Linked DNA regions of Mus musculus: all the other regions are linked to region 5. Evidence: chromatin contacts called from public Hi-C, HiChIP or PLAC-seq and capture Hi-C data. All regions are on one chromosome and are shown on one strand. Each heading gives the region's core, a stretch centred on a gene start, on an enhancer-like site or on the middle of the called end of the contact. The rest is flanking DNA. Distances are from core to core; before and after follow the strand shown.

Evidence for each region. Hi-C and Micro-C count contacts between places; a contact is called where the count stands out from the background. HiChIP or PLAC-seq counts read pairs in DNA pulled down with a chosen protein or histone mark. Capture Hi-C pulls out chosen DNA fragments and counts their contacts.
Region 1: a capture Hi-C map of embryonic stem cells shows a contact between it and region 5, with 2.8 times the contacts expected there. The contact joins the promoter of Scp2d1 here to the promoter of Slc24a3 in region 5. A contact is called at or near these places in 4 of 39 promoter capture datasets (cranial neural crest, hippocampal neurons, stem cell-derived epiblast-like cells and 1 more) and 1 of 9 other capture datasets (embryonic stem cells).
Region 2: an H3K4me3 HiChIP or PLAC-seq map of embryonic midbrain shows a contact between it and region 5, with 5 times the contacts expected there. The contact joins the enhancer-like site here to the promoter of Slc24a3 in region 5. A contact is called at or near these places in 7 of 39 promoter capture datasets (the 3T3-L1 cell line, 3T3-L1-derived adipocytes, cancer-associated fibroblasts and 3 more), 1 of 15 datasets of contacts at CTCF or cohesin (the NIH/3T3 cell line), 4 of 115 datasets of contacts at active chromatin or transcription factors (embryonic forebrain, embryonic midbrain, embryonic stem cells and 1 more) and 2 of 9 other capture datasets (embryonic stem cells and macrophages).
Region 3: an H3K4me3 HiChIP or PLAC-seq map of forebrain shows a contact between it and region 5, with 6 times the contacts expected there. The contact joins the enhancer-like site here to the promoter of Slc24a3 in region 5. A contact is called at or near these places in 5 of 39 promoter capture datasets (the 3T3-L1 cell line, 3T3-L1-derived adipocytes, cancer-associated fibroblasts and 2 more), 1 of 15 datasets of contacts at CTCF or cohesin (large pre-B cells), 8 of 484 Hi-C or Micro-C datasets (beige adipocytes, embryonic fibroblasts, frontal cortex and 5 more), 12 of 115 datasets of contacts at active chromatin or transcription factors (VIP interneurons, craniofacial prominence, embryonic basal ganglia and 7 more) and 2 of 9 other capture datasets (liver and macrophages).
Region 4: an H3K4me3 HiChIP or PLAC-seq map of neural tube shows a contact between it and region 5, with 5 times the contacts expected there. The contact joins the enhancer-like site here to the promoter of Slc24a3 in region 5. A contact is called at or near these places in 10 of 39 promoter capture datasets (the 3T3-L1 cell line, 3T3-L1-derived adipocytes, the HPC-7 cell line and 5 more), 22 of 484 Hi-C or Micro-C datasets (the AtT-20 cell line, the C2C12 cell line, ECoMG myeloid progenitors and 16 more), 14 of 115 datasets of contacts at active chromatin or transcription factors (SST interneurons, VIP interneurons, craniofacial prominence and 10 more) and 4 of 9 other capture datasets (adipose tissue, embryonic stem cells, liver and 1 more).
Region 6: a Hi-C map of embryonic stem cells shows a contact between it and region 5, with 2.5 times the contacts expected there. The contact joins the enhancer-like site here to the promoter of Slc24a3 in region 5. A contact is called at or near these places in 2 of 39 promoter capture datasets (frontonasal cranial neural crest and hippocampal neurons), 8 of 484 Hi-C or Micro-C datasets (embryonic fibroblasts, embryonic stem cells and macrophages), 11 of 115 datasets of contacts at active chromatin or transcription factors (SST interneurons, embryonic forebrain, embryonic limb bud and 5 more) and 1 of 9 other capture datasets (embryonic stem cells).
Region 7: a contact with region 5 is called in an H3K4me3 HiChIP or PLAC-seq map of neural tube, with 9 times the contacts expected there. The contact joins the enhancer-like site here to the promoter of Slc24a3 in region 5. A contact is called at or near these places in 4 of 39 promoter capture datasets (cranial neural crest, embryonic stem cells, hippocampal neurons and 1 more), 1 of 15 datasets of contacts at CTCF or cohesin (pro-B cells), 2 of 484 Hi-C or Micro-C datasets (bone marrow-derived macrophages and brown adipocytes) and 8 of 115 datasets of contacts at active chromatin or transcription factors (embryonic forebrain, embryonic midbrain, embryonic stem cells and 4 more).

Annotation. Positions count from the first base shown.
Region 1 is chr2:144,822,315-144,825,190 of GRCm38.p6, reverse strand. It overlaps Scp2d1 (SCP2 sterol-binding domain containing 1), which reads right to left and starts at 1,525. Exons shown (of 1, transcript NM_025490.2): 1 at 776-1,525. The coding sequence starts at 1,448. The coding sequence ends at 978.
Region 2 is chr2:144,675,262-144,678,332 of GRCm38.p6, reverse strand. All of the region lies in intron 4 of Dtd1 (D-tyrosyl-tRNA deacylase 1), which reads right to left. Among named protein-coding and RNA genes, the nearest start is that of Dtd1, 77 kb to the right of the region's middle. Within about 2 kb of position 1,287, at least 18 of the 459 cell types and tissues checked have an H3K27ac peak or open chromatin away from gene starts, as enhancers often do.
Region 3 is chr2:144,659,730-144,662,952 of GRCm38.p6, reverse strand. All of the region lies in intron 4 of Dtd1 (D-tyrosyl-tRNA deacylase 1), which reads right to left. Among named protein-coding and RNA genes, the nearest start is that of Dtd1, 61 kb to the right of the region's middle. Within about 2 kb of position 1,967, at least 6 of the 459 cell types and tissues checked have an H3K27ac peak or open chromatin away from gene starts, as enhancers often do.
Region 4 is chr2:145,478,254-145,481,266 of GRCm38.p6, reverse strand. All of the region lies in intron 3 of Slc24a3 (solute carrier family 24 (sodium/potassium/calcium exchanger), member 3), which reads right to left. Among named protein-coding and RNA genes, the nearest start is that of Gm14092, 75 kb to the left of the region's middle. Within about 2 kb of position 1,501, at least 1 of the 459 cell types and tissues checked has an H3K27ac peak or open chromatin away from gene starts, as enhancers often do. A contact at or near this core is called in neural tube, where this site is marked.
Region 5 is chr2:145,166,005-145,169,047 of GRCm38.p6, reverse strand. Slc24a3 (solute carrier family 24 (sodium/potassium/calcium exchanger), member 3) reads right to left here and starts at 1,273. Exons shown (of 17, transcript NM_001356497.1): 1 at 851-1,273. The coding sequence starts at 989.
Region 6 is chr2:144,707,196-144,710,190 of GRCm38.p6, reverse strand. The region is part of intron 4 of Dtd1 (D-tyrosyl-tRNA deacylase 1); the gene reads right to left. Among named protein-coding and RNA genes, the nearest start is that of Gm39951, 62 kb to the left of the region's middle. Within about 2 kb of position 1,535, at least 12 of the 459 cell types and tissues checked have an H3K27ac peak or open chromatin away from gene starts, as enhancers often do.
Region 7 is chr2:145,619,529-145,622,497 of GRCm38.p6, reverse strand. All of the region lies in intron 15 of Slc24a3 (solute carrier family 24 (sodium/potassium/calcium exchanger), member 3), which reads right to left. Among named protein-coding and RNA genes, the nearest start is that of Gm52530, 29 kb to the right of the region's middle. Within about 2 kb of position 1,502, at least 11 of the 459 cell types and tissues checked have an H3K27ac peak or open chromatin away from gene starts, as enhancers often do. A contact at or near this core is called in hippocampal neurons and neural tube, where this site is marked.

The DNA.
Region 1 (2,876 bases), core at 276-2,775, 340 kb after region 5:
GACTCTCAGAGTGCCTATATGGCACATATTTAAAGACACTTCCAGACCACCTGTGAACCAACAATGTGCACATTCTCAGAAGGAGACCAAATCAGCTACAGCAGGCTTCATGCCAATCCTAGAAAACATGCAACAAAAGCTACCAGGAAGGGAAAGAAACCCTGGTGTGAACTTTGATTATTAAAATGTTCAGTGCACAAACTCCAGATAACATTCAATTCTTTAGAAATGTCTCAAAGACACCTATGCAGCCTGTCTTCAGGATCTTGCTGGTCCTGCCTAGAACAGTGATGGTCAATACCAAAAGCTTTCTATGAAACAAAGGAGGGCAGAAGTTCTACAAGGATGAATGACCCTATCAACTGGAGACATGGCAGAATGTACATTTTCCCCAAGCCACACCCCCCTGAGCAGAAAGTGAGGTTCCCATCATCTGAACTTGAGCTATAAGGCTCTGGACAATTCTGCTACATGATCTGCCCTAAGAACTACTGATCTTGACTATCAGGCCCTTCAACTTCCCTGGCATTGAGTCTGTCAAAGGTTACACTATGCCAAGTACACCATCCCTCTATTTGCTGGGTTCCACACATAGGATATATGTATGTGTATATATATATATATATATATATATATACACACACACATAAGTACATGTATAGACAATTACCAGCGCTTAAGTCCAAACACCAGAACCACCCATCCAGCTCCATGTGGCCCTCGCCTTGACATATGAAAGTGTAGGCCCAGCTAAGACAATGAAAGGACAAAGGTTGCAGGTGTTGCACTCCAACACTTTTTACTATTCCGGATCCCAGCAAAGGTACACATCAGCAGGAAATCAATCGAACTTGAATAGGAAGAATTTGAGTAAAAATATTGGCTATCGTTTCCTTTAATCTTCAGTTAAAGCATGATTGCTACTCAACATTATTATAAGCCAGAAGTCTTGATCTTTCCTGGGTATTCCCACATGCTTAAATTTTAGCCCACTCTCTGAAGATCCTCTCCAGCTTCTGACTAAGGAGAACTTTGCCTCTCACTTTAAACTTGCCAGCCAGGAAAGCCTTCTGTGGGTTTATCTTACCCACAACTAACTCTGTGAAGACAGAGTCAGGGATGATGAAGACGGTATCTGCAGGAAGCCGGGCCGATCCCAGGTACATGTCCCCGGCACCATTCTTGAGGTCAATGGTCCACTGCAGAATGGTCTTCCCATCTTTGGTGATGTCAAGCTGAAAGATGGCATTCACTTTCTTTACCAGTTGGGCTCCCACTTCTTTGATGTGTTGGCTAATGTCCTCAAATACCGAAAAGTTCTGAAAGTCTGACAGTTTTAGAGCCTGCGGCAGTGCCGACTCTGTGGCCGATCCCAGAGCCAGAGACTGGCAAGTCTGAGGCCTATCCCCTGCTTTGATCTTCGCTTGAGGATCAGGTCTCTTCCACATCTTACTGTGGTACTCTTGACCTTGCCATCTGCTCTGTGAGTGGCTGTGGCCACATTAATGGCTACAGGTCAGATTGTGACATCAAAGGCAAGGCTCAGGCCTCAGGCTGAGGCTAATGTGTGTGCTGCAATCTCATTGGCCAAACAAATCCTAAAATATGACGTAGGGTGGAGGCTCAGACAAGCTATTGTGAGGCAGAAATATGCCACGCCCTCCCCCCCACCCCCAAGTACTACCAACACCAGATCAGACCAGACTAACTAGAACTACTGGCGCCACAGGGCCGAAGGAGATCAGGGAACCTGGCCCCAGAATGGACAGCTCTATCTTTCCAAATCAGGCTCCCCGCAGGTTTCGGAACTGGCTGAGGGAACAGTTATTCTGATTTCTTTAAAAGTACCTAATGCCTAAGTCACAAATCCTGGTCTTAGCTGTGGGTTTATCCGCTCCCTAGCAGAGGGGGAACCAGAATTAAAAAGAGGGAAAAGCAAAGACGGAAAGATCTTCCCCACGCAGAAGAGCCTGCTGGCCTCACGTGGTAATTATGTCACCACAGCCCCTGCTCTGAGCCATGGTGATGAATTCTAAACCAAGTGTGGTGGCACACACCTTTAATCCCAACACTTGAGAGGCAGAGACAGGTGGATCTCCGTGAGTTCAAGGACAGCCTTGTCTACAGAGTGGGTTCCAGAACAGCCATGGTGTTTCTCAGAGAAACCCTATCTTGAAAAACCAAAAGATGATGATGATGATATAATTCAAGCATTCTACATTTGTTAGCACACCACACTTAGTTTTCATTACAACCCATGAGGTAGGCACTCTTTTGTCCCTGTTGAATAGATTTAAAACAAAACTGTGGGAAGTCAAATGATAGGAAGCTAAGCTAGTGACTACCACGGCTGTGTTTGAGCAGAAGCAATATTAACTCTAGAATTCTATTTTTTAAAAATGCCTGTATATCCTGCATCCAGCTTCCCCAAATGTTAGCGTCCCACATAACTGCAGCATGAGAATCCAACAGAAGAAATTAACATTGAGAATTTCTTGATGTTGCTAATTGAATAGAACCAATATATGAGTTTTGCCTGTTGGCCCACTAATAACCGTATTCTGATCCAGAGCCTAGGTTCTGGCCTGGGATTCAATACTGATTTTGGTTTGTGTGTGTGTGTGTGTGTGTGTGTGTGTGTGTGTGTGTGTGTGTGTATGTGTGTGTGTGTGTGTGTGTGTGTGTGTGTGTGTGTGTGTTTCTAGTTCTCTGAAACATGTAGTAATTCTTCAGTCTTGTCTATCATGACTTTGACAGACTAGAGAAATCTGCCAATTATCCCACAAAGTGTCTTTATTTGAGATCTGTCTAATGTTTTTCATTGGTTGAGTTGAGCTTATTCACTTTCTTAGTTGTGCGATTTTAATCCATAGGTG
Region 2 (3,071 bases), core at 38-2,537, 490 kb after region 5:
AGTAACTGCTCAGACTGTGGCCCGGGTGTCCTCTGCAAACTCCAAAGGGAAGGGTGACCACCCAGAGGGTGCACCTCGCCATAGTCTCTGGAGGCCTCAGCTTCTGCCCCTGACCACTGACAGTGATACCTGCTACAAGCCCATCTGACTGGACACTCAGGATTAAGCTTCCCCACAGGTGTGGCTTGCTGACTCAATGACAACAGGAGACTATATGCCATGCCCCCTCAAAAAAAGCAACAGCAGAATACAGCTGCCATTCATCACCGTAACATTTAAACTCAAAGTCCTCCCACAAAACACAACTGCCTGCTCTTTTCTAGAATTATCAGGAGGTGGCCTTACAGTTTACAGTTGCATATTTGATACACTACTGTCCCACAAACAGAAATTCAGGAAAATTCAAAATGCTTGCCAAACTATAGTCTACAACCAGGTAGCGCTCAGCACTCATTTCTACAGCAGTATCCCAAGATGTGTTAAGCTTCAAAACATAATTCAAAAGCAGACAATAAAAACTGGTACTACAGGCATCTGGCATCTTAAAAGTCTAAACACATGGACAAACATATGTTATTCTGTTCAAGAGCATTACAAGACCCAAACACAGACATGTATAACACCTTCGGGAAGCTGTGCTACAAGCAGTTTCTTGTTTCTTATGGACAAAAACCGGCAGCACCAGGCTGCACTCATTAGCCAGTCACAGTATGTGCAGCTACCAGAAGGCACTGCCCTGGATATCTGACCTGTCAGTGCTTCTCATTTGGGATAAGCAAGCATCCCAACCAGAGGGACACATATGTTAATTCCCCACATAACTGACAAAGGTCTCCTGCATACCAAGTGCTGTGTCAGCTTCTGAAGATGCGGCAGCAACAAGAGGGCAAAGCAGAGGCAGAAGCCTGGGCAGAAAGGACAGGCTCTAGGATTGAAAGGTGCCAGGTGTGGGGGAGGGGCACACTGAGTGTGTCTGTGGAGATCCAGCAGAGTCAGGCCTCAGGCACCAGGCCCCAGGCCTGAACATGTCACATGACAGGAGAAAAAAGTGAATGCCCACACTGGAGCAACAAACTCATAAAATGCCTCCTGCATCAGTCGTGTGTCAGCTTCACTGCCTTCAACATGCATCCTTTCCAAAGCTGTCCTTCCCTCACTTGAACTGAGAAGAACACAGCACCCATCTCTGCCTGGCCCAATGAGCAGGCCCTCAAGCCATTCACCGGGAACCCTGTAGGAGGAACTGAGCCATCTTTGGAGCTCGGCAGTCACTTCTGCTGCCTGGAACACCTGCTGGTGATGAAAAGCAGGCTCTGATTTGATGGGTACCAGCTGCTGAGAACAAAGCACCCAAGGTAATCATGACTGCAAAATTGCTGTCTAATGAAAAGCAATACTATTTGATGGGCTGTGTGCACTTCCAGGAAACCAGAGGTCGGCTTTCCTTTTAAAAGCAAACTACGTGGATCCCTTCAGCACTCCACCCGCTCCCACAAGCCTTCTTCATTTCTATAGCCACTTAGAACTCTCTCACACCTGCTACAAGTCCGGGATCTTAAGCAATCGCAAGTGCCTTGCACTGCCAAGGTTGAGGGAATCCATTTGCTAGCTGCTGTTGTAGCCTCCGGTGCCGCTTGAAGAGAAGTCGGTGTCTGCTCCCTGCTCCGCCCATGAGCAATGCTCGGAAATTCGGCACAAATCTCTTGTTTCCTTCAACTCTGGGTTTCATTTATGAGGGCTGGAAACTAATGTGATTTTTGGCTCATGTAATGAGAAAAATCTTTTTATTAAAACACACACAAACTAATTCCTTTTTCAAAGCAAACAAAATTATTTTCCACATTGCTTTAAAAGAAAATTAAGTAGACAAAGTACCATCACAGAAGCATACCAAACTCTGATAAAGGAAGACAGTAAGTGGGAAGGAGACACTACCAGGGGGGTGATGACATCACTGGGTGTGGGAAGAGAAGCATCTTTCTTACCAACACATTTCAAACAATTGGGATGGCCAGAAATAACAGAATACAGGATGCCCAGTTAAATCTAAAGTCTAATTACAAGGAACATACACTTTAAACTTCTTTGCTGTTGGGCTAGGGGCTATGACTCAGTGAGAGCAGTTACCTAGCTGATGAGAGGGGCTAGTATTGTTCCTAGGACCTCTCCACGCAAGGGATTAATCCTTGTTGATCTGAAATCAAACTTATCCAGGCAGCTTGCAACCCTACAAATATATATGGGTACTTCTCTGAGAGGTGGGCGTGTCCTCAGAATCTCTCTGAGAGTGGGCTGTAATTACTAACGTAAGTCTCACAGACCAGAATAGGGGAAGGGAAAACAGTGGCTTCCCAGTGGATCAGGCCTGCGCTGCGTGTTCCAGGTGAATAACACACAGAGCTGTCAAGGGGGAATGGAGGGCACTTCATCTTGGAGATCCTCTCCAAAGCTAGAACCTCGTCTACTCATAAAAAGAAAGAAAAATCCCTCAGACACTGCACAGAGTGTCTGGCCACCAAACTGAGGCACTGCCACAGACAATGAAATGTTCTGTGGTGGCCGAATGGGCCCCAGAGCAGAGAGAGGACATGATGGAAAAACTAGTGAGCTACAGCTAGTGATATACCTTCTGTCCACTGCTCAATTCTATGCTGTGGAAGTATAAGTTGGTAATAATTACACAGAATGGATGATGGGTGTGTGGGAACCCTATGCACTGTTAATAATATCCCCATAAATCTAAAATTACTCAAAATAAAGTTTATTTTTTAAAAAAATCAAATAGACCCACCCACCTGACATTCTTTCACTCACTTCTCGCAAAAGCTAATCTTGGTCAAAAAAGGAACCTTTACAACCTTCCCATCTCCTGCCCTATAACTGCCCAGGTTACAAGTGGACTGTGAGTTCTGGTTCTTACACAGGCACTGTGGGTTTGTCCCCAAATAAATGCCTGCCTGTCTAAGTCAAATCAAATGTAAAGAGAGCAGAGAAGGGCATGCAAGATGGCTCAGTAGGTAAAGGAGCCTGCTGCACAAGACTAGCAACTCATGTAAAAGTGGAAGATGAAC
Region 3 (3,223 bases), core at 718-3,217, 510 kb after region 5:
GAGAAGGAGAATCCGTTTCTCCATGAACAAATCTCCTGATAGGTTAACCAATTAGAAATTAAATTAGAAATTAAAATACAGTACTCATGTATGAAATTCTCAAAATAATAAAGTTTAAGGTGCTTTTTTTTTTTAATGTAAGGCAGGTCCCTGGTACTTTCTAGAGGGTCACCCCATCTCCCATCCCCTCACCCTGAGGTTGCATATTTCCACTCATTCTGCTGGCCCTTGGGGCTTCTTCTCTCCTGTCTCCTTGCCCCTAAACCTGATCATGTTCCCCTTTCCCCTCCCCCCGCCCTCTCCCACTCAGGTCCCTCCCTCCTCTGCCTCCCTTGATTGCTTTCTTCTCCCTCCCTGGTAGAATTGAAGCATGCTCACTTGGCCCCTTCTGCTTCTTAACCTTTGAGTTCTGTGGATTGTGATGTGTTTATAAAAAGATAAGGGGGGTGGGGGCGTTCTATGGAGGTGTGGTGAGGTACGGAGGACCAGTCACACGATGGAATGGTATAGAATAGAGTTTATTCAGGGCATGGGTAGGGGAGTTAAGAGGGTAGCAGAGGCAGAGAAAGGCAGAGAGGGAGAGAGAGTAGAGGAGTAGAGGAGTAGAGGCTGGCCACAAGCTCATGAAGAGAGAAGCGGGAAGGGAATGGGGAAGGGGGAGGAATGGGAGGAGCAAGTGGTACCTTGGTAAGATGAATTTTCATTGTGTTACACCAGTGAGATCTCGAGGTTTGTCAGCTGTAACAGCTAACATTTCTAACATAATTCCAATAAAGGTATATCCATTCAGCAAACCATTAACCTTGAACTTTTAGGACAAAGCCCTATTTGCCAAGTTGCCAGACTATAATAAAATCTTCCTAGGAGACTGAAAGTATCCAGGCCTCCCTGGTTTGTAAATGTTTCCTTTGTTAGCCTAGAAAATACAAATAAGCAATATTTATGGATAAAGATATCCTCTGAGACAAACTAAATACCATTAAATATGGGAAATAGTCAACAAAATGCTGTCCTGAGGTCCCTCCCATTCCCCTACCATGGATTCTGACCATCTTCTTCTAACTGGGCTGCAGTCACTAATGTTTACAGCCCTGCCACACACAGAACATTTAAAATGTGCATTTTGGACAACTGATAATCACTGAATCAAGGGTGAATCTGTTACATTATCCTCTCTACTTACGTGGGCTTCGAGGTTTCTATAGTACAAAGTTAGAAAGATAAGTACTCAGAAAAATTGCTATAATTAAAACAGACTAACCCTTGTGATAAACAGAAATTATTGCACTCACTACAAGAAGCAAGAAAACTAATTCAGACAGAGAAAGCAATTGGGCTAAGGCATCAGAGGTTGGAGTAGGCTGCTAATGGATTAGCTCATTAGTCTACTATCACCGCTCACATAAACTCTGTGGTTATCGAAGCTATTTGTATCTAGATTAATTTACCAGAGTTCATGACCTTGTTTGAAAAACAGGCACACCAAATTGGAAACATTCACATTAGATGTTTATTCTCTAGACTATTATCGACCCTAAAATTCTGGATTCTTGTTTTGTCGTTACAGAAATTATGCTGAAAGAGGATTATCACAACATAGTAAACATTCTTATAACCAAAAGCACCCTTTAAAATAAGCTGCCATTTTAGATTACACATTAAAATGAAAGGCAGAAATGTCGGCCATCAACACTCATTTCTTAAGTCATGGTTACTTTTTTAAATAATAATGTAACCCGACCAAAAGAATACCATTAATACTGATTAATGCTCAAAAAGGGAGGTTCTTTTAATACCAGGAAAAGCTTTTGTTTATACATGTATAAAGCTGAAGGCTTTAATTTATTTAACCTTTCCCTCAAGCATTTTTCCAACCTGTCAAATACAGGCAGTATTGTCAGCAGTGTGAATGCATGGGTCCTGGGAGCTGGCCAGTGTGACTCTCAGGACTCTGGCCCAGAGGGACACAGCAAAGAGGCTGAGTGCTGACGAAGGTTCTGCAGGCAGATGTTGAGGGACTCTCTCGGCCTCACTCAGCCTTTGCAGAAAAAGGCCACACAGAGACCTGGCCACCTCCTGTGCCTTGCAGGGAAGTCAACTATTCACATGACCAAATGGCAGGAGCATAGAAATATCATGGAGTAGCTGACTCCTGGAGCTTCAAGTGCCACTTGCTGGCCTGAGCAATGACAAGATGCTAGTGTTTAAACAGACCAGCTTCACTGTGAACAGAACAAGCTGAAGAAATCTGAGCCAATGTAGCTTCCGTTAGAGCCCATCTCTCTTACCTAATAGCTATGCCATGCGACCTGGGCCTAGGCATTGACCAGGATGCCTGTGCAGGTCTGGTGTATGGCTACAAAGCTATGAATCCTTTAAGCTGTTAGTTCTCCCATCCGACTTATTAATAGCCATGATCTGCTCTTTAACAATGCCCTCCTCCTTTGGGCACAGTCACTTCATTTAAAAAAAAAAAAAAAAAAAGCTTAAAGTTATAAATTTCTCCAAAACAGCTCCCTAACATTTGACTTAAAAACAGAAAGGAAATGTGGGGAGGAACACCAGAGCCATTATCCAGAGAGAGAAAGCTAATTAGCATTTTATGAGTAAGAAGCTCATTTTTAAAGTATGCCATTTGTTTGCAGCTTATACTCTTCCTACATTAATTATAAGCCACTAAGAAGTAAAATTATTTGGATTTCAAAAGCTTCTTTAATTCTTGGAGTATTCGTATTTCATACTCTGAAGTCAAACTCAACAACTATTTTCATACATTAATATACTTTAAATTAACAGTTAAGTTCAAAGGAAGTTAATTTATGAATCTTCTAATTATTCTTCAGTTCATTAAGTAGGATGGGATCCAGCTACTGTCTGCTTGTTAAGAGCCCCACACATGGATGGTATACCATTCTTGCTTAAAGAAGTCTCAGACACGCTAGCAAACTATTTCTTTAAGAATGTCGGTCGATTCATGTTCCCGAGCACCTCCTTGCTCTAAACCCCATAAGCTCAGGTAGTCCCTGGGCACATGTGAGCGTCTTCACAACTCTTTTCTGAATCCCATCCAACAGTTGGCTGGGAGTTGGTTCAACTGGGAGAGGTGTTTGCACTCAAGTCCTAAGTTACATCCCTGAACCCCATGAAACGGTAAAAGGAAAGAACCAACTACACAAAGTTGTCCTCTGATCATATGCATGAAACACACATACACATACATGTA
Region 4 (3,013 bases), core at 252-2,751, 310 kb before region 5:
TGCCTTTATGCTCTGGGTGACAGACATGTACACCTCTGTTTACAATTTTATGTTAGTGTTGGGGAATTCAAACCCAAGTCCTCCCGCTTTTGAAGCAAACATTTTACCACCTGAGCCATCTCCCCAAACCCATGTTTAATTTTTCAAATTGTGTATGGAAGTCATATATTGATGGCTTGTCTTATACCATCTGAAACAATCTCATCACCTTCCTCTTTGCTGATTGGCAAGGGAAAAGGAGCTTTGGTAGTCAGTGGTTTTGAGACTGGGCGAGGCAGATGGCTCACTGGATAAAATGCTTGCCATGGAAGCATGAGGATCTGAGTTGCAGCTCCCAGAACCCACACAAAGCTGGGCACGGTCACACAGCTATGCAATCCCAGCACACTGACCACGAGAGGAACTGAAGATAGGAGATGTCCCAGAAGCTGGCAGGCCAGATAGCCTTGTGTATGCAGTGTCAATCAAGAGACCCTGTCTTGAACAAGGTGTTAAGCAAGGAGTGACACTTGAGGTTGCACTCTGACTGCCATAGCATGGTATAACGTGTATCTCTGTTTCCTGACATACATATATACATACACATTATAACACACACTTACACACACACACACACACACACACACACACACACACACTTTAAAAAGGGGTTTTGGGGTTGAATTCTGTATATTCATTGTGCCTTCTGGTCATGAATAACTCTTAGCTCTGCTGTGTCAACTTTTACCATAGAAGAATAGCACACTTCATTTGGATGGATTCACATTGGATTGTTAACTTGAAATACAGTTGAGGTAGAGACCTATTTAGCTCTCTATCACGTTCTTGTGCTTCCTTAAACATGGGATAAAGATCTCAGTGAGAAGTGGTTACCCAGACACACAAATGGTAGTCCAGCATCCCTTGTAGTTAGGAGTGTCATGTGGCTGAGTTATAACTAGTCAAAAATGAGCCAGCAGAAGTGATGGGTAACTCCAGGCTTGGTCCATAAAGTGATTTTTCATATCATATACTTTCATGTTTTACTCCTAATAGCTGTCTAAAAGGACTCAGTAAATGCCAAAAAGTGCCACAGTAGTGAACTAATCCCATTGCCTTAACATGAAATCACCTTCAGAGAATAAAAGAATGAAGGAAGAATAATTCTAAAAGCACCACAAATAGCTGGGAATTCCTTTTTTATGGTGTTGTGAGGGTCAGGAATGGATCATGCCATAATTCCAATATTGGTTCTTTTGCTAAAGTCTGCAGTGATAGCTACAAAGATGCCCTAATTCCAGGCTGAGCCCAAAGGAGACTCTAATTAGAGACAGTTGAGAGCTATAGCCAGGGCTGAGGGTTATTAGAAATCATGAATCTTTCTCTTGCCAGGGCCCTGGGACATCATCAAAGGAACTGCACTTTCAGCATCTGCATGAGCTACAGGCTCAAGGCAGGGGAAGGCTGGGAGGTCTTGTTTTGGTCTGGTCATTCACCCAGCTGCTGCTGTGCACAGGCAATTCTTCACTGGAAAGAAAAGAGTGTCGAGTGTGACAGCCATGTGGCTGCAGTCAACTGGGAGACCCTGTCTCCTTACATCGAACTGCATTCATTTCCTTGCAGCTTTACTGAGTTATAGTTGACATTTTATAGCTGTAACTACATAGTTATAATTTTTAATAAACTTATACAATAATGAAACGATGACCACAGTCCTAGAATATTTCCACCAGTTTCCCAATTTCCCCACATCTATTTGCAATAAATTCTCACTTTCAGCCCAAGCTTCAGGAAACCACTGAAATGCTTTGTCTCCTTTCCTTTCTACAAAAATTCAATTAATAGAATCATGTGTATCTTATTTTTTTTTTTTTGGTTTAACTAAGTTCAAAGCTTATGAGACATTCATGCATGATGTATCAGGCTTCTAGCTGGACCCTTGGGCATATTAAGGAAATTAAGACTAATGGGGAGGAGACATCAATCAAAAATTCTACAAAACATGTACAATTTCACATAGTAATCATAGTCACCACAAGAAAGGTATAGAGAGCTTATAAGGGGTATGGCTGGACTTGGATAGTCAAGAGGTGGCTTCAGGTAGAGTATAAACTCTTAGCTGAGATCTTAGAAATGAGAAGTAGATAAGATTCCAGAAAAATGAATATCAGAAGAAATAGGACAGGGGTGTCCATACTCAGTTTCAGGCATAGCAGGTAGGCAGAGTGGGAAGGGATGGGCGATGTCCTCTTAACCTGATACCCTGATAGACTGTGGAGTGTGATGAATCAGAGCTACCCTACCTAGAGGTGAGGTGAGTACAGCACACTCAGAAAGAGCCCCTAGTGCATAGACAGCAGGAGAAGAAAGAAATAGAGTTGAGATACTTGGCTCTCACACTGTCATGCATGCATGACTTCTTGAGATCTTTGCTGAGGATCAGGGTAAAGCCTGAACTTTTGTATTCTATTTAACATGCACATCCGTGGTCCAGGAACCACTGAGAAAATCCGCTGGTAAACTGAGTAAGACAGATGTCGATATTATAGATGGTAACAAGGTTTTCAGGTTCTGTGGTTGCAGGATGGAAAGTTCCAATTTCAGAGCACGGAGAAGCTGTAAAGGAACCAGGCTAGAAGGCAGATGGCTGGAGTTGTATGATTATGACACAAGTATCAGGGAACTGACAAGTTGAAAAGTACCTTAAAAATCACTAGTATGACTGAGTGGAGCAGTACATGCTTACAAGTCCCAGCACTAGGAAAGGCTGTGAGAGTCCCATTAAAACTCTAAAAGGAATGAATGAATGAATGAATGAATGAATGAATGAAATTCCTAGCCTGACATTTCAGAAAATCAAGGCACGGTTTTCCAACTACTATAATTCATTCCTAACATTCCATGAAGCTACCTTGATGGGTGGGCATGTCAGACCGAGGTGAGAAGGAGGAGGTGTGACATGTCTCTTGTCCTTTGATCCATTGATGAGGTTTGTCTTTATAATCTGTGACTTCAAAACATCAATAGCAAAAAT
Region 5 (3,043 bases), core at 24-2,523:
ACACAGCTGCACCCCAGAGTCCAAATTGTTTCCAATGGACAACTGTTTTGAGCACATTTCTCCCCAATGTCTATTTTAGCTCCAAAAAAAGCCAAGGGCAAAGATAAAACCAAACTATCGTGTGTGTGTGTGTGTGTGTGTGTGTGTGTACAAGTGTGTACACGTGTGTATGCACCACCAGCCAAAGCACCAAGGAAAAAGTGGGCAGCATAGAGTGGTCCGCCCCCAGCATCAAGTCGGTGAAAGGAAGCAAGCCAGCCTTGAGAAATGAATCCATGTGTTCCTGCTGAGCAACCCTTTAAGGGAGCATGCCCATTCCTAAACCCTGACTGGTAGCTATCACTTTCTCCTAACGGAAGTAAGTTCCCAGCACCTGTTCTTGGATCGCAAAGATGGCAAGGAGCATTCTCCACTGCCCACCCCACCTGTTCTGTGTGGAGAACACGTGGAGAACCGGCTGTGAGCTGGTCAGCCTACCCTGCATTCCCTCAGTAAGCCAGGAGTACAGGTGGTTGGTTACCTGCACAGGTACTGATTGCTGTCAGAACAACTTTATTACTAGCCTTGGTAGTGAAAGGGTCCCTCCCTGTCACCGCCGCCACTACCAGCCAGGCTGTGGGAAAGGGGCAGAAGGCAAGAGGAAAAGGTCTTCTTGGTGCCCAAGGGGTCACTCCTCCACCGCTGCAGTCCTAGAGCCCAGACCCCTTCCTCCCTAGCCCCGCAAGAGACCGGAGTGTCCCCGTGCCTGTTCGGTGTGGCTGGACCCAGCGCAGCTCGCCGGGCACCGAGCCCCGAGAGCCCGAACTGCTGGAGCCGCAGCGCCCACTCGGGGCAGGCGGCGAGCACTCACCCTTCTGCTCTCGCAGGCTCGACAGCGACCAGAGCAGCAGCGCCACCGAGGCCAGGAAGCAAAGCTGGCTCAGCAGAAGGTCCCTCCGCCGGCGGCGGCTGCGGCGGCGCGCGCAGTCCTGGTCGCCCGGCGGCGGCATCCTCGGACAGCCGGGCGGCGTCCCTGGCGGGCGGCGTCCGCTCGGGTCGCGGGCGGCCGCGGCGGGGACGGCGGCAGGAGGCAGCCCTGCGCGCAGCAGCCGCGCGTCCTCGCTGCGTTCCCACCCGGCCGCCGCCTCCTGCTTTCCCTCCTCCCGGCCGCTGCCGGTCTCCACGCCGTCGCCCTCGTCGCTATCGCTCAGTCCCTCCTCCCCCGCCGCCTCCTCCTCCTCGCCGCTCGCCCGCACCGCCGCCTCCCTGCGCTCGGGGTCCCTCTCCTGCTCGCGCGCCATGGCTCCCACGCTCCGCGCCCGCGTTCGGCCTGGGGCGGCGGCGGCGGGGGCGGCCGGGAGGCGGGGGCGGCGGGGGCGGTGGAGGAGGAGCGGGGAAGGACCGGCGAGAGGAGGGCCGGCCGCTGGCCACCCGAAGCAGGCCCTGACCTCAGGCTGCGGGAGTGCAGCTCGGGGTCGCACTCCAGTGTCCACGCGGGGGTGGGTGGGTGGGGGACTCGGAGCCGAGCGGCGGCCGGAGCGCGCCAACAGCTAGAGTGAGCGCAGCTTCCCGTACCCCACGGTGGGTCGGCGGCAGGGGGGCTGCGCACGGGAGGGGGACAGCGCCCGGGATGCTATGAGTCGCTGGCCAGCACCGCGGGGAGGGGGCGCAGGGAGGAGACTGGGCTGTGGAGGGAGCCCGGTGCACAGCCCTTCAACCCTTTGGTGCCCAGAGAAAGAGGCGGTGCGGTGGGGGAGGCCCGCTAGGCGGGATGTGGATAGACAGATCTCCACCAAGGAGGACTGGCCTGAAACTTTCAGAGAAAAGAAGGATTTCCTTGGCCCTCTTCCATCCGTTGCCTTAAGCTAGAGCGTCTAGAGTGTGCTAGGTGGCCAATTCCTAGCCACTGGTCCTGCCTCCTGCCGCTGGCCTCAGGGGTTCCCCTCTGCCCCCTGGTGGGGATCCCGGTGAGCCAGGCTCAAGTCCTGAAACTGGCCTCCTGGGGGGGTTTGGCTTATTAGGGTTGTCCTGGCTTCCCCCTCTGGCTAGGGTTCACATTTCGCTCTCTGAGGAGCTGAAGCAAGTCCAGTGTGTGGCTGAACCTGAGGGGGCCCTAGTAAGTTCCCTAGGAGGGAGACTCTTGGCCTTCTACAAGGACAATCAGTCCACCCCTCCCCCAAGATTAGAGCCCTAGGCCCCAACTCCCTAATTCGAGTTCTTCTGCCCCTGCCTATTAAAGATGTAGAGGCTGACATCCCCACCCCTATCTGCAGTACCATTGAAAAGGGCACCTAGTGATCCCAGGGGTTCACTCCCAGGGGCTTGGACTTCCCTAGCCTCATCCCAGGTACCTGCCTGCAGGATGGAAGACACACGACCCCAGAGGAAGGGAAGAAGAGATGTGTTTCCAAGTGGTGGTTAAACTTAAGTCTTATTCCAAAAGGATGGTCCTAGAAATCAGATATATGTTTGGATGGCTCTTGGGCCTGAGCAATCTAGCCCTCGGGAGTTGGGAGGAAGTGGGGAAACTCCATAGAGACTTCTCCCTGCCCAGGTCACAAGGGACCCACAGGATCAACTGTGAGTGACCTTCCATCCCATATAGTGTCAGATGTCCCCTGACAACATCTGGAGACATGGAAAGTGATCACAGGTGGTTTGTTTTCTGCTGAAGAGCAGAATTTGCTTTCCATGTGTTTATTCCCTCCCACTCCTATGTTGGCTGCCCCATATCCAGAGCACCTTCCCTGCAATGGCTAGGTGAGTCTTTGCTTAGGTCACCAGGTAACAAAGGAGGAACGCAAACTCTTCAAGTTCATCCAGATTGGAGCATCATGGAGAATTCTCCAATTCTGTCACCACTATCAAGCCTTCTTGATAGTGGTGACCCTTGAGGAATTCAGAGTAATCTCGACTTGTTAGGAAAGACACTCATATAGTGTCTCTAGTGGAAGGCAGGGAGGTGGGTGGGAGATGGGGATCTGGAAAATGCTGAGTCGGGGAATGAACACTAACTCATCGTGGGGTAGAAACTATCATAGACAGAAGGAAATGTGTGATCTGG
Region 6 (2,995 bases), core at 286-2,785, 460 kb after region 5:
TTACAGACAGGAGCCTAGCATAGCTATCCTCTGAGAGGCCCTACGAGCAGCTGACTGAGACAGAAGCATAGACTTACACCCAACCATTGGACTGAAGTCAGGGACCCCTATGACTAAATTAGGGGAAAGATTGAAGAAGCTGAAGACGAAGGAGATTCCACAGGAAGACCAGCAGTCTTAACTAATCCAGAACCCTGGGAGCTCCAGAGACTGAGCCACCAACCAGGAGCAAGGCCCCTGGCACACATATAGCAGAGGTCTGCCCAGTCTGGCCTCAGTGGAAGAAGATGAGCTTAATCCTTGAGAGACTTGAGACCCCCAGGGAAGGCTCGGAGGCATGGAGGAGGGAGGGAGAGCATCCTCTTGGAAGCAAAGGGAAGGAGGAATGGGATGAGAAACTGTGGGAGGCTGGGGGTGGGGAGCAATGACTGAAACATAAATAAATAAAATAATTTTTTAAAAAAAAGTTTAGAGAGAAAAAAGTGAAAAGATCTTCTAATCAAGTAATCAGTTAGCCTAATATATCCTAGAATTAAACCTGCTGTAAAGGCTGGAGGATTCTACTGTCCATTTCCTATACAGTTCTCCAGGATTAAGCATACATATTTACACACACACACATGAAAGCATTGCCCTCCCTGCCCTGGGTCCTGGTGTGAAGGCAGCTTGTTAAATCCTCTCCAGCTGCTTCAGCCCCTTTGTCAACAGTCAGGTTCCCCAGGGACACTTTTAGAGCAAATGCACAGCAGTGTTATAAATTGGCTCAGGTCCATGAGGTAAAAGGAGATGGAAATGGGCTAGAAATGGGCTAGAAGGAACATGTTTTCTTTTTCAAACTTACTGGACAGCGGGGGGTTAGTTGATTTGTTCTTAAAGTAGCTTAAATAAGTCCATTTTTACATAATGGCTGGAGAAGGTTTGGGGTGCCCTTTTAAAGGAAGGCTAGCTTCTTTCAGAGACCAGAAATATCCTTGGGCAAATGGGCACTCCATTTACTGTGAATAAATTCTTCAAAGGGTTATTCCATAATGGAGGCTGAGAAATAGCCTACTCTGCACATTAGTGTTCCTTGCAAAACATGTAAAGACCAAAGCCTAGAGGCAGGTGGGCAGGGATGGCTCCAGAAGTTCTACAAATGAACAACCTGGAGGTGTCCCGTTAGTTAGGGGGGGAGTTAGGGCGTAGGGCAACTAGCGTGAACCTGCACTTGCAATGCAAACCTATCCCTTTTATTTAATTATATCACATGCAGAGAGTGGACGCTAGGTTCCTCATAACCACTCCTGATGCCACATTGGGGCAGGCAGGAGAGCCAAGGAAAGACAGCCCTCTAGGTCCCAAACTACAAGTGCAGCTCTGTAAACAGTAAGTATCAAGAGAGAAACATTTAAAGTTGGTCCCACCAATTTGATTGCTGTGCATTTTAACCATTAGCCAAGAAAACCCAACAACTAAAACAAGTTTGAGAAAGCAAGCCTTCCCCCATGGGAAGAGTCAGGCATGCAGCACACCAAGTGTCCCATCTGGTGCACTTAGCTTGGACAGGCAGGCCAGGTTAGGGGGCTGGGCTGATCTGCTCTGGTCTGAAAGGAGTGGGAGGATGGAACGTGGAAATGACAGCAGCCTCGGGTGCTGCTTTAAAGGCCCCAGAGAGGACAAGAGAAGGAGAACTCCTGGGAAAACACACATGCACACATGCACACACACACACACACACACACACACACACACACACACACGCACATGCACATGCACACAAAAGCACTCACTCATGCACACATGCACACACAGGAAGATGGGCCTCTTCTACAGGGAACAGCAGCCAGGATTCAGAAAGGAGGTCCTAGGAAAGCCAAAGGGAGTATGGTCAGACAAACCCAACCTGGTCTGAAGAGATCCCCCGTGACTATTACTGCTGATTAGGTCAAATTGGATGATAAAAGATGGAGAATGACGTTGGAGAGATGTCTCAGGGGTTAAGAGCTCCAACTGCACTACTGAAGGTCCCCGGTTCAAATACCAGCAACCGCATGGTGGCTCACAAGCATCTGTAATGGGATCTGATGCCCTCTTCTGGTGTGTCTGAAGACAGCTTACAGTGCTCATATACATAGAATAAATAAATAAATCTTAAAAAAAAAAAAAAAGACTGAGAATGAGTAAATGACTCCTCTGGAAACAGAAAAATCCTAAAGTCTACAGGCTAAGTGTGATTAACCAACCGTGTTCACATGCGTAGCTTTGGAAAGCACTCTTGGTGCCCACACTCATCCTTGATGAGGCTCACACACCATCCCTGTCTCTCCCCGCCTCCTCTGACCTGCTCACAATTGAGCAATCAATCTTCAGGGCCTGCTCACTACTCTTCTGTGTGACAGGTTTTATCTTTTTCAAAAGTGAAATTTGGCCATTAATATAAAATGCTGTTCTCCTTACAGAGTGCTCCTGCTCTGGGTAGCAAGCTATACCATTTACTCCAGTGTCGCACAGGATTATTAGAACAGAGACGACAGTCACTTCCCCAGGATTTGAAGAGCATCATTTGGGGGAATCCCAAACCAAACTGCTCTCTTTAAAGTGAGTAATAAGCTAGGCATCAGTGAAATTACTTCCTGAATATAAAAAATGTTTATTTAAACGAGATTTTTATTTCAACAATAAATGCACTTTCTCTCCTGAGATCAAGGCATTTTATTACAGCTATTAATTCTCACAGTTCTTTCATAATGCCCTGATGAGATACAGAGAAACAGAAAGAATGAAGTCTACAGTTTAAGATTTGAGTCATTTTCATTTCAAATACCATCAAATGTCCACACGCCTATGGCTACATAAGCACAATACCAGGTAATGTGCACACTCCTATGGCTACACAAGCACATATTTATACAAAGACACTTGTGCTTTCTCTCACTGCTTCCTTGATTTTATTGTAACTTCCTTCTTAAGGGTGCCTGGATAAAATCCCCCTTGTATTGAGGACTGGAGGCTAGCA
Region 7 (2,969 bases), core at 253-2,752, 450 kb before region 5:
AACATGATCAAAATATTGCATAAAAGCAATTTTAATTAAAAAATTAAAAAGATAAACATAAACAACCCCCCAAACATAGAGAATACTATGGGTTGAATTCAAGTCGTGCTCCCCAAAAGTTTGTGTGCAAATGGGATAGTGCTAATGGGGATAGTGTGGACCCTTAAGGGGTGTGCCCATGGACTGTCCTTTGGTCACTGAAGGCATGCCCTTGAAGGGTGCTGCAAGCCAAAAGAAACCTTTTTTTCCTCTAAGTTAGTTGTCTCTGCTATTATAGTAATATCATATCATATTACAGTCATGCAAAGCTGATAAATACAATGGATTTGACAGACACTGAAAGGATTCTGTTTGCTGCTCCTATCTGTCCACTGAGTCAGTGGATAGGGTAGATATTAAATATTCAGGAATTGATATATTTTTTAAAGTTATGTGAAAATTTTTACATATTTCACTCTTTTACTTTTGAAGCTAAATTTAAGATCTTTTAAGTCTTATGCCTCTTATAAGTTTAGGTAAATGTATTAAAGGCCCTAAATATGTATATTACCTATGTGTAAATGTTTCTTATATATGTATGTACATTCATATATAGAGTAGTTTCATTTAACCAGTTTAATATAAAATGATTATTTAAAAAACCTTTAACATAAGCAGATATTTAAATGAGTCCTGCCTAGTGCACAGTAGGCAAACACCAAATCAACTGAGCTATACCCCATTGGTGCAAGCCTTTGATCCCAGCACTCAGGAGGCAGAGGCAGGCAGATCTCTCTGAGTTTGAGTCTAGCCTGGTCTAAAGAGCGAGTTCCAGGACAGCCCAAGGGCTATACAGAGAAAGCCTGTCTTGAAAAACCAAACCAAACCAAATCAAACCAAACCGTCCTCCCTGGAAAGATAAGAAACTGATTTTAAGAGTTATTTGGAGCACAATTTCTTTTCTTGTGGTTGCCTGGACTTCTAGTTCTTCAAAGAGGAGACCACGAGCAGTTGGGAGTCAGATAAAGGCCATTTTTGTTTTGTTTTGACTTCTTCCTAACGTTGACAAGAGGGAGAGGGAGAGTGAAAGAAACCAGAGCCAACAGGGATCATTGTGAATGCGCTGCAGTTTGTCCATGGAGCGGGGGCCCAGCTGGGCTAAGGCGTGTCGTTACTGCTTTTCTTGCCACGGAAGATCAATGACCAGCACAGAGTCACTAATTGTTTTCTATAGAAGTCAAGTCACATTATCTGCAGCACTTCTGTTTAGAGCAGGGGAAGTCATCTGGAGGCCAGAGACTAAGTAAAGATTGAACTACAGGAGCAGAGGTCCCACATCCATGCATCGTTTTGAAAAATAAACATTGGGCAGGGAGCAGAGCCGATGTCTTTAAATCCCAGCACTTTGGAGGCAGAGACAAGTGGATTTCTATGTGTTGGATGCCAACCTGATCTATGCATAGAGTTTTAGGTCAGCCAGGGCTATATAATGAGACCCTGTCTCCAACAAAAGCTGGGTCAATACTTAATTCTAGTGTCAGTTGGAAAGAGTGCCAAATGATGAGCCTACCCAGGCCTAAGGGAGAGGGGAGGGGAGTGTTTGAAAGCCAATGCAAATTAAGAAGCTCTAGATGTGGGCTCTGGTATGGTCAATATCCCCCACCCCTTGGCTCAAGTATGTGCCTGTCACCCTGGCTGTGCTCTGAGGAAGCTGGCTGCATGAAAGGCAGCATTCCTCCCCACAGGCTCCTATGGTGAATATATTCAGGTGGCATGAAGCTGCCTTTAAACCTCAGGCATGGCATTTGACTAATTAAAACAGGAGAGATAAGCCAGGAATGATGGTGTAGGCTGGTGATTTAGGCACTTAAGAAGCCTAGGCAGGAGGGTTTGGGGTTCAAAGCTAGCTTGGGTTACACAGTAAGACACTGACTAAAAAATATCAAGAATTAGATGTAGGCCAGGGTAGAGCCCTTACCTAGTATGTACAAGGCTCTGGGCTTACTCTCCAGTGCTGAAAAAAAAAGATGAATTATCTAGTTATTTAAAATTAAAGTGCAATTTAGTTGGAAATGTCATTAAGGCTATATTATTATTCTATATCGTCAGACTTATGTGCAATGCTTACTGACCTCTAAACCCTATAAGTTTATGTACATAGGCATCTGAGGTTTCACTTAATGTGACCGTAAGACCCAAAGCCGTCTGAATTGTCCCTGAGCAGTGGCATGGCCAAGCACTTTCTGGGAAACCCAGATGCTACAATTCTAGGCCGCCTTTGAGAATGAATCTAATGCGATTTGAAGCAAAATGTGTTTGCTCTAATAAGAAATAAGAAAGGGCATCACGTGAAATCTCCATACAGTGTATCTCAGCTGCCTAAGACAAACTAGAAGGAGAAAATAAGCCAAAATGCCAACAGTGGTCTTTTCCGGGCTATGCTGTGGATAATTTAAATTTCATCCTCTGGAGCTGCAGTGTCCCACAGGCAGCTTTAAGATCCATGTGGCTGTATAAACTTAAAATAATTCAGATGGAATAAAATTGGGAAAAAAATTCTTTATTTGCACCAGCCTCCCACCAAGTGCCTCTGTGTCACACATGGCTAGGCTGGTGCATTGCCAGCGCTGCGCTGCAGAAGGGTCTGCTGTGAGCTCCTGTAAGTCACATGCACTGCTCATTCTGAGAAGATAAAGCAAGTGTGCAAGGAAATAAAGGTTCAGGGGAACCAGTCATAGACAAACTCCAGGAGGCGTCTTCAGCATCTGCAGACCTTGCTTGCATTTTCAGGAAGTGACAAGCCAGACTTAGTGAGTTTCAATACAGACAACATTACTGCTCCCAGCCTGACAACAAGAGTGATGTTAAGAGAGGCCCTGGGTCACTCAGAAAAGATGCAGGGAGGGATGGGGTGGGGGTGGGGGTGGGAGGTGGGAGGTGGGAGGAAACCTGTTCCAGGTGGTGGCTGTTAGTTTCTTCTCTCCTTCCTA